Linked DNA regions of Mus musculus: region 1 is linked to region 2. Evidence: chromatin contacts called from public Micro-C data. All regions are on one chromosome and are shown on one strand. Each heading gives the region's core, a stretch centred on a gene start, on an enhancer-like site or on the middle of the called end of the contact. The rest is flanking DNA. Distances are from core to core; before and after follow the strand shown. Region 1 has its middle 18 kb from the start of Zdhhc19. Region 2 holds the start of Ubxn7 (UBX domain protein 7).

Evidence for each region. Hi-C and Micro-C count contacts between places; a contact is called where the count stands out from the background.
Region 1: a contact with region 2 is called in a Micro-C map of embryonic stem cells, with 2.9 times the contacts expected there. The contact joins the enhancer-like site here to the promoter of Ubxn7 in region 2. A contact is called at or near these places in 3 of 39 promoter capture datasets (hippocampal neurons, liver and pre-B cells), 1 of 15 datasets of contacts at CTCF or cohesin (the NIH/3T3 cell line), 1 of 484 Hi-C or Micro-C datasets (embryonic stem cells), 2 of 115 datasets of contacts at active chromatin or transcription factors (embryonic stem cells and memory CD8 T cells) and 3 of 9 other capture datasets (adipose tissue, liver and pancreatic islet).

What each region holds. Positions count from the first base shown.
Region 1 is chr16:32,511,722-32,516,780 of GRCm38.p6, reverse strand. No RefSeq gene overlaps it. Among named protein-coding and RNA genes, the nearest start is that of Zdhhc19, 18 kb to the right of the region's middle. Within about 2 kb of position 3,635, at least 26 of the 459 cell types and tissues checked have an H3K27ac peak or open chromatin away from gene starts, as enhancers often do. A contact at or near this core is called in adipose tissue and embryonic stem cells, where this site is marked.
Region 2 is chr16:32,330,597-32,335,627 of GRCm38.p6, reverse strand. It overlaps Ubxn7 (UBX domain protein 7), which reads right to left and starts at 3,376. Exons shown (of 11, transcript NM_177633.4): 1 at 3,268-3,376. The coding sequence starts at 3,340.

The sequences.
Region 1 (5,059 bases), core at 2,386-4,885, 180 kb before region 2:
TGAAAGATCACAGAAGGTTCTGGATCTGTCTGAGGAGGAGGGCATGGGGGCTGGCAGGACGGAGGCCTGAGAACAAAGAGAGTCAATTCTGCTGGCGCATTTTCCTCAGGGGAGAAGCAGGCTTCCCATGAACTCGATCTGAAATGGGTTTAAACTCCTGCCATCACAGGGTAGTGTAGACAGGGATGGGGATTAAGATGCAGCTGTGATTGGCAGGTGGAAGACACACCCCACCCCACCCCACCCCGCTCCTCAGCCTTGGGGAGAGCCTGGCCCATCCTACTTTGAGGCAGAGGGAGCGGCTTCCGCCCTGAGCCAGTGTTCTAAGGACTGAGCCTCCCGTGCTACAACCTCCTTGTAATATGCGATCATTGTCACCCACCCAGGGAGCTGTGGGGACCTGGTATAAGGAGGGACCTGCGACACACATGCCGCTGTGTCCTGCCATTATACAAGCCTATTTGGTCCCCTCCTTTCCCTATTGAAGCTTCAGGGCTGGAGTGGCTGTCCAGGCAACCGCTCTGCCTGAAGCCTCTTTGTTCCTGAGGTTGCAGCTGCCTGGCAGTGTAGGCGGTGTAAGCAGCTTTTCGTGATTCAGACCCAGGCAAAGAGAAAAAAAAAAAAATCTAATTTGAGATCAGAGCCCACAGCTGAGGGGGAGGGAGTGTGGGGGCTGCTTCCTCCCGGGTTGGGAGAGGGGCCCAGGCTGTGTTGAGGGCTTAGGTGGCTGGGCCTGCACAGGGGTGGGCAGCAACAGCTGTGCCAATAAAACTGCCCATAAGCATCTGGTCCCGATTATTTTCAGGTAATATCTGAGCTGTTCTGTGTGTGGAAGAAGAACATTTTTCATAGTCACCCGGCAAGGCAGAGGGAAAGCTAGCCTGAAAATCAGGTGTCCTGACACCCCCTGACCACAGCTAGAATCAATCCCCTTACATAGGAAACTCCTGACACCATATTTGATCAATTTGCTTCCAGTTTTTAAAATAATTTTATTTACTTATTTAGTGTACATCCGTGATCTTCCTACTTTTGTGAGAGAGGGTGTCAGATCGCCTGGAACTGGAGTTACAGTTGTGTGCTGCCATGTGGGTGCTGAGAATTGAACCTGGTCCTTCGGAAGAGCAGCCAGTGCTCTTAACTGCTGAGCCATCTCTCCAGTCCCCTCCAGTCTTCTAAAAATCAGCATGTAATTTTTTTTTTTTACTTAAAAGGTTTATTTTTTTTTTTATGTATATGGCTATCTGTCTGTGTATGTGTGTGTGTGTATTTATGTGTGCACCACAGGTGTGCCTGGTGCCTGCAGAGATCAGAAGAGGCCACCTGACCTCTGGAAACTGGAGTTATAGATGGTTATGAGCCAACATGTAAGTGCTGGGACCAAACCTAGGTCCCCTGCTAGAGCAGCCGGGTGCTCTTAACCACCGAGCCTTCTCTGTGGCCCCTACACACGTAACTTCATAATAGCATTTGATCATACTATAAATAAGTGCATTCTTTTTTAAAACTTCCCTTTGTCCTTGTCTCCTGGACACACCATGGCCGCTCAGTGTTTGCTGCGTGAATGAGAAATGGACTCTTCTTCCCACTGTTCGGTTCAGGCCCCAGGTTGTTTTGTTTTTAACATCTTTACTTGAGGAGACAATATACTTGTTACTATTTAGTGTGTGCGTGTGTGTGTGTGTGTGTGTGTGTGTGTGTGAAATGGAGTGTGTATTAGTGTGAGTGTGTCTTCATGGTATATGTGTGGTGTGTCTATGTAGCATGTTTGTATGAGTATGTGTGGGTCTGTGTGGTATGTATGTAAGTGTGTGTGTGTCTATGTGATATGTGTGTGGTGTGTGTGTGTGTTCTGTGTGGAGTGTGTACATGTGTGTGTTCTGTGTGTGTGTATGTATGTGTGACTTGTGTGTATATGTTGTGTGTGTATTTGTGTGGTGTGTGTGAGCATTTATATGTGTATGTGTCTGTGTGATTTGTGTGTGTATGGTATATGTGTCTGGTGTGTGTATGTGTCTGTGTGATTTGTGTATATGTGGTATATATGTGAATGTGTCTCAGTGAGTGTGTCTGTGTACATGAGTGTATGTCTCTATGTGTGTCTGTTTGTGTGTGTCTGTATGTGTGTTTGTGCGTGAGTATGTGTATGTGTCTGTGTGATTGGTGTGTGTGTGTGGTGTGTGTGTATGTGTCTGTGTGATTTGTGTGTGTGTATGTGTCTGTGTGACTTGTGTGTGTGTGGTATATGTGTGAATGTGTCTCTGTGTGTGTCTCTGTGTATGAGTATACGTCTGTTTGTGTGTGCCTGTGTGTGTGGTATATGTGTGAATGTGTGTGTGTGAGTGTATGTCTGTGTGTGTGCCAGTGCACATGTGCCACAGAGCACTCACAGGACAACTTTGGGGAGTTGGTTCTCTCTCTGCCTTGTTGAGTCAGAGTCTCTCATTTCTTCTCTGTGCTGCCTGCTCCACACTAGCTGCTGAAAGCTTCTGGGAACTTCTTCTCTCCGCCTCGATCTCATGGCAGGAGGGGGTGCTGGGGTTACAGCCGCACTCTACCTCATGTGGGGTTTTAGTTGTTTCCCAGTGTGGCTCCCAGGAACAGAACCCAGGCCATTCGGCTTGCTATGTCCTCTTCCAGCAATAAGGCTGTAGATGGCTTCCCCCCCTCCCAGTGCCTCTTCTCTCAGGACTACCTGTCCCTCTGGTCCTGACTCCTGCCCCTCTATCAGGGGACCTGAGACAGGAAAGGCTGGCTGAGACCCGTCCTTTGGGACCGGCTTCTCAGTGACTGTTCCTGAATCTGGGCTAACCCTGGGCTTCTGCTCATCTTGTGCACCATCTCTATCAGGTTCACTCTGACATAGAGAACTAAATCGCAGAGCCTGCCACAGTGGAGAGTCCTCTGGGTTAAAGACCAGTGAAGTGATGGAGACCCTCAGGTGCCTCATGATGGGACTTTAGGTCTAGTGATCAGTAGTGAGGCAGAGCACTGAGTCAGAAGTCATTGTGTGTCTGACCCCAGAGGTCAAGGGAAAGACTTTCCAGGAAAAGGGTGTGGTCAGCCATGCCATTACAGCTGGGGATCAAAGAAAAGTGACTTCAAACCAAACCAAACAAAACCTGGGCAGGGGCTGAGACTCAGTGGTAGTGAGCGCCTAGGATGCACACGGCCAAGAGTTTGATCTTCAGCACGGCAGACGAAAACAAAAACAGACTAAAGTAGAAAAAGCAAGTTCCAATCAGGTCTCAGGCCCCATCGGTACATCGGCTATGTGAGTGAACTTGGAAGGGTGTGGACCTTCCAACCAAGCTCCAGGCAGGAGTAGGTCCCAGAGACCCCAGTGAGCAGAAACAGGGTGGGGTGAAGATCAAACAAACTGCTGCTTTAAAGCCACCTGAATGTTTTAGGAATGTCTGGATTTGGGCTTCTCTTTCCTGTAGCAGGATATTTAAAGAAAACAGACCTGAAAGGCTTCGGTTCCAAAGCAAAGAGGCCTCTGTGTGCTTCCTCCTGGCCTCTGCTTTGGAAAAGGTTTCTTTCCTCTTTGCTCTGCATTGTGCCCAGGGCAGCAGAACCCGTTCTCCGAGCCAGGCCAACAGCCCAAGTCTCTGGATAGTCAGAGTGAACTGGGCACAGACCCACCTCACAGCCTGACAGACACTTTCACCCCAGAGGCCTCACAGCAGGGGCTTGGGAGGCTCCAGACTGTACTGCCAGATGGCAGCCAAAGGGCCCAGCCCTGGTCCCCAAGGGGCTCACTCCTGTCCCCTAAGACCAGGCCTAGCTCCTTCCCCTGGAAGATAACTTGGAGAAAGGGAAGGGAGCTAAAAAGGTCACCACAGAAAGGTGATCTAAGCTTAGTGCCTGGGAGTTAATGAGGTGGCCTACAGCCTTGGCTGCTTCCAAGTCATCTCAATCCAGAGTACGAAAGGGCAAAGGGAGGAGGAGGGGAGAGAGAGAGAGACAGAGAGAGAGACAGAGAGAGAGACAGAGAGAGAGACAGAGACAGAAGAAAACATAAGAGAATAGGAACCTGGCCTAGTGGCCCAGATCTTTAATCCTACCTACTTGAGAGGCTGAGACAGGAGGATTGTAAATTCAAGATCTGTCTGGGCTAAAGAGCAAGTTTCAAGGCTAGAACCTGTCTATAATGTCAATACAAATGGTGAAAAGGACAGTACCTTTGTATATCCCGTGTGAAACTGTGAGCTCATTGAGGTGGGGTGGAAGGATCCTTCACAGGGCGAGGACACTAGACTAAGTAGACTAAGATTGTACCACTGTCACCTTGGCAACCATCCCACCTTCATTCCTGTCAGACAGTCTACACCTTGTAGAGACTCATCCAACACTGAATTCAAGACCAGACATTGGCTCCACTTGCCTGTTAGCAGGCAAGGAAGGGTGACTTTGAGAGGCTGGGATATGTTCAGGACACGCTGTAGGAAGCAGAGAACCTGCTCCACCCAGCATCTTCAGAGGCCCGCTCCACTCCTGCACAGCATCTCCGGAGACCCGCCCTTGCTGTTTGCATAGCATCTTGCTGCACTGGCCAGGAAGGGGCCAGCAGGAAGGCATCTCTCCATTTTTGCCCAAGGCTTGTGAAGAAAGATCTAGAAACTAATGGTTTGCGGATGTTCCCAGTGCAGTTTTCTCTGCCCAGAGTCAGTGCCCTTCTTTGAGCTCCTGATCTCCATTGCTGCTAGGGATGGCTGAGTTCTAGCATGACTCGAGTTCAGGCAAGGGATCCTAATGGGCCACTGAGGCATCGAGGTCAGGCCAGAATCGTGTTCACTGAGCCAGAGTCCTAGGTGTGAGAGACCTGGAGGCATAAGCCTGAGTCCATCTGCCTGCAGGCTCTAGCAGGAGGGTCACAGGTTCACTGCCCAGCTGGGCTTTGGAAAGAGTTCAAGTCCAGCCTGAGTAACTCTGATGAGACCTGGTCTCAAATTTTTAAATGGTACCTTAGTGATGGGTGCTTGCCCTGAATACATGGAAATCTTGGTTTGAGCTCCAACAGTTAAACATTTAAGGAGGAATCCCAGGCCAGGCCAGG
Region 2 (5,031 bases), core at 2,127-4,626:
TCTCCATTTCATTATGCAGCCCTGGCTGTTCTGAAACTCTCTTGTAGACCAGGGTAGTCTCGAACTCAGAGATCTGCTTGCCTCTACTTCCTGAGTGCTGGGTTAAAGGCATGTACCATCACCACCTGACTTGAACTGTCTTAAAGGCCTGTGCCATCACACCCAGCAAAAGCCATTTTTTTTTCCGAGACAGGGTTTCTCTATTGTAGCCCTGGCTGTCCTGGAACTCACTTTGTAGACCAGGCTGGCCTAGAACTCAGAAAATCGCCTGCTCTGCCTCCCAAGTGCTGGGATTAAAGTCATGTGCCACCACAGGTGAGATGTCGTTTTTGAGATAGGGTCTGACAGTTTAGCAAACTGATGTGGCCTTGAACTCAGAAATCTGCCTGACTCTGCCTCCCAAGGGCTGGGATTAAAGGGGTGCGCCACCATCACCCGGCAGCCCCCATTTTCTAGTCTACATTAATCCTTATTTTTTGGGTGCTAGGTTACCTTTTATCTATTTTTTGGTTTTTGGTTGGTTGGTTTTCTTAAGGGTCTTATGCAGCCCAGTCTGCCCTTGAACTCATTATACAATGGAGGGCAGCCATGAACAAGTACTGAAATTACAAGTATGTGCCACTGTGGTGCTTAGCATTTTGTCTAAGATCCATCCTACAAGGGCCAGGTATGCTTGACTCACTATAAAAGGGGCTGCTCGCCCCTCTGACCCTCTGCCCTCTTGCCTTCTTGCTCTCCCTCTGTCCTCTGATCTACCTCTTCTCGTTCTCCTTGCCCCCCGCCCCCACCTTCTCCATGTGCTCATGGCTGCCCTCTCTACTACTCTTCTCCTCCTCCTCTCTCTCCCCCTCCCTCTCCCTCTCTCTGTCTCTACTACCCTCTCAACTCCCCTCCCCATGCCCTGAATAAACTCTATTCTATACTATACTGGCTTGTCCCCCAGGGTGAAGGGATGCCTCAACCTGGGTCCACGGAGGCACCCCCTTCCCCACACCTGACGACACCTCCACCAAACATCCCTTATCGTTTTATAAACACAATAGTGTTTGCCTTTCATTTTTTTACCTGCTCTATCTTTTTACCTCTTGAATTATTATGACTATATGTGTAAATTTTGTATATATGTAACTAGACACCACAAAACATCACTCTGAAGGATTTTTTTTCTTCTGTACATTTGCAGAAATCATTACCTACAGGGAACTTCAATCTGATCCAGCAACACAGAGGACTAGGCCAAAAACAAGATGTATAGACTAAACTGGCAAACAAATTAGTATTAAATTTATTTCAAGGCATTTTGGGTCCTGAGTATATATTTTGAAAATGTTGCATAAGAAATAATGTGAGAGCTGGGCATGGTGGCACGCCTTAATCCCAGCACTCGGGAGGCAGAGGCAGGCAGATTTCTGAGTTTGAGGCCAGCCTGGATTTCAAAGTGAGTTCCAGGACAGCCAGGGCTATACAGAGAAACCCTGTCTCAAAAAAACCAAAAAAGAAAAAAGAAAAGAAAAGAAAAAAAAAAAAAAGAAGAAGAAGAAGAAATAATGTGAGATTAAAACAATTGAGTTTCCAATTCACAGATGAAAATAAAGTAATAGTAACTTGCCCAAAAATCCTAAGGTTAAATAGTAAGACCTTAAACTATATTTATAAAATCCAAAGAAAGATTAATATTTCTCTGTGTGACTCACTAGATTTTTTTTTTTTTTTTAGGCAAGCAATGTAGCAGTATTAACTTGTATACACAGAAATCTAGTTTCTTTCCATAATGTTGGTTTGGTAAGGCACTGGGAAATCCACATGTTATTATAAATAAAATAACCCCACCACAAAGCTTAACAACATTTCAGTTATCTTACTTTTCACCTCAATTTTATTACAAATCTTGTTTTACCAGCTTTGACATATTTCATGTGACAAGACAGAAAACAACGCATCAGCCACTTAATTATCGTTGCCGAACAAAAAATAAAACTAGCTTCAATTATAAAACTGCAAATAGCATGTATTGGTTAAAATAAAGATCTTACACGTCAGACTCAAGAACACAAACTAGAAAAAAAGAACACAAACTAGAAATATTCTCCGCATCAAACAAATTATTATCAAAGAAAGGATAGTCCTGTTGAGAGGGGGAACTAACTTTCTGACCTCTTTTCAAAATGACAAACTAGAACAGCAAAATCACACTCAGGCACATGGAGTACTGTTCTCTCAAATCACTCCACAGAGAACTTCATCATTTGCTCCGCCCTCTAATAACTCATGCAAAAAAAGTTCAGCACCATCGGAGAGAAACAAGACATAGCGCATTCACAGAATGGCTTAAAGTCTTTCCTCCCGGCGGGTAAGAGAACCTGCGTTTGCCCTTCGTCGGGGTCCGAAGGGAAAGAGAAACCTAGGCCTAAGGTTTCACGGATACTGACACCTAGAAACAGATTTCTCTGCAAGAAGTTTCTGCCGCCATCCCCATTTTATCAGCAAAGACTCGGGCGCCATCGTCTCGATGTTTGGTTTTATTATGAGGAGGTGGGAAAGGCCACCCAGGATTACTTTAGGCCTCACACACACACTAAGCTCAGGGTTCCCCCCCCCCCTATTCCTATGTGAAACCCTCGGTCCCTAAGGTGCCCCTCCGCACCCCTTGTTCCCGGCGGCAAGTCCCCCGGGATGTGTGAAGGCGCAGCAGAACCCACCCGCCTCACCGTTAAAGCGAGACGGCCCTCACACGGCAGGGCCACCGCCAAGGCTCCGGGGGGGCCCAGCGAGGGGAAGGGTAGGCCGGGGCCGAGGGACAGGGACGATGACCTGGCCGGGAAGAGAGGATGGCATGGGGGGAACGGACTGCACCGCCTGGTCCGCGGGCAGCACGATACCGAGAGGAGGTGATGAGGGAGGAAGAGGGCGGTGGCCCGGGTGCGGCCCCCTACTCCTCCGGCCCGCAGGTCCCGGGCCCCTGGCACCGCGGGCTCGGCCCATCCCCTGTACTGGACCGGCTGGGGGCGTGGGGGGCCTGTCTGGGAATAAGGGGAGACCGAATCCAGGGACTGAGGGGCACGCGCGGGGTGGGGGCGGGGGAAACCTGCCTCCCGCCTGAACCGCAGACCCCGGCCGCCGCCGCCGTCGTCGCCTGTGCCTCAGGAGAGGGCAGGAGCTGAGGGGAGAGCCCGAGTGAGGAATGCACCAAGGTGAGGCGAAGCCCGGGACAGCCCCGACAGCCTCCCCGTAGCCGACTCTTCACCTTCCCGTAACCGCGTCTCTTACCGGTGATGGCGGTGAACTGCTGGATTAACCCCTTCAGCGCCGACGACGCCGCGGAGCCCCCGTGGGCAGCCATCTTACCGCCGCCGCCGCCGCCGCGGAACAACAACACAGACACACACGGGGCTCCCTCCCCCACTCCGCGGCGTGCTGTGCGCAGGCGCACTGGCAGGCCCGAAGCTCCGCCCTCTCCCTGTCTGTGCGCGTTTTGCGCAGGCGTACTCTCCGCGAGCCGCCGCTTTGGTTTGAAGCCTGTGCTGCTGGCTGGTAGCTATTCTTTGAAACATTTGGTGCCTTCTCTGAATTCCGGAGATATCCTCCTAAGTACCGCATTGAATCCCAACATCCCAAAGAATCTTCAGACCTGAAATACCAAACTCTTGATGAAACGCTCAGGGTTTCACATAAAGTAGGTATTTTGTTTGGTTTTATGTGACGTTTCTTAAATTCTAAAGTGTAAGTTAATAGCTTAGTAAAAAATGAACCAGTCTATAGTAGACTTTAGTAAATGATTGTTCGCTCTGTTTTTCTTCAACAAATGTCTCAGTATATCTCCCCCCAGGCTCATTCTTACTTTCTAAAGATATTAAATCGGGAGGTTTTTTGGGGGGGGAGTTGTTTTTTATCCTTAAACAAAGATATATGCAGATACAGTAAATAAAATAAAGAGAACACTGGAAAGTGGTCCTGAAAACACCGATAATAGTTACAACTAAAAAAGAACTTGATGAGCCGGGCAGTGGTGGCACATTCCTTTAATCCCAGCACTTGGGAGACTGAGGCAGGCGGATTTCTGAGTTTGAGGCCAGCTTGGTCTACAGAATGACAAGGACAGCCAGGGCTACACAGAAAAACTCTGTCTCGAAAAAAAAACATGATGAAAGGGGCATTAGGAGGGCTGATGAGATGACTCGGCAGTTGAGAGCACTGACTGCTCTTCCCAAGGTCCTCAGTTCAAATCCCAGCAACTACATGGTGGCTCACAACCATCCGTAATGAGGTCTGATGCCCTTTTCTAGAATGTCTGAAGACAGCTACAGTGTACTTACATTTAAATAAATAAATCTTTAAAAAAACAAAAGAAAGAAAAAAGAAAGGGGCATTTAGCTTAGTTTTCATACTTTATTTTTAAATAAGGTAATAGTGTGTAACTTGCACAATTCTAAATACTTATTGCATTGCTGGTGTGTCAACTTGACACAAGCTAGAGTCGTGAGAGAAAAAGGAGCCTCAGGGGAGGAAAAGCCTCCATGAGATCCAGCTGTATTTTCTCAGTGAGTGACCAGTGAAAGTGGGCCCGCCTATGGGCGGTGCCATGCCTGGACTGGTGGTCCCTGCTTTTATAAGCAAGCAGGCTAGCACACCATGGGAAGCAAACCAGTTAACAGCACCCCTCCATGGCCTCTACCTCAGCTCCTGCCTCCAGGTTCCTGCCCTGTTTTTTCAGTGGTTAACAGCAATGTAGAAGTATAAGCCAAATAAACCCTTTCCTCCCCAACTTGCTTTATGGCCAAGGTGTTTCATGACAACAATAGAAATCCTGACCAATTTCAGTTATTTAGGATAGTTTTTATTTATACTTTGATGGTTTCATATATGTTTATCGGGTATCTTGATCATATCCACCTCTACCTCCTTACTCATTTTCCCCTGGACATTCTTACACATCCCTCCCACTTTCACGTGCCCCCACCCCCACATCAACTCCATTGAGCCTAATCCATGAATGCTACCTCCTGGATGGCTGCCTCTTACCAGCTTGATCTT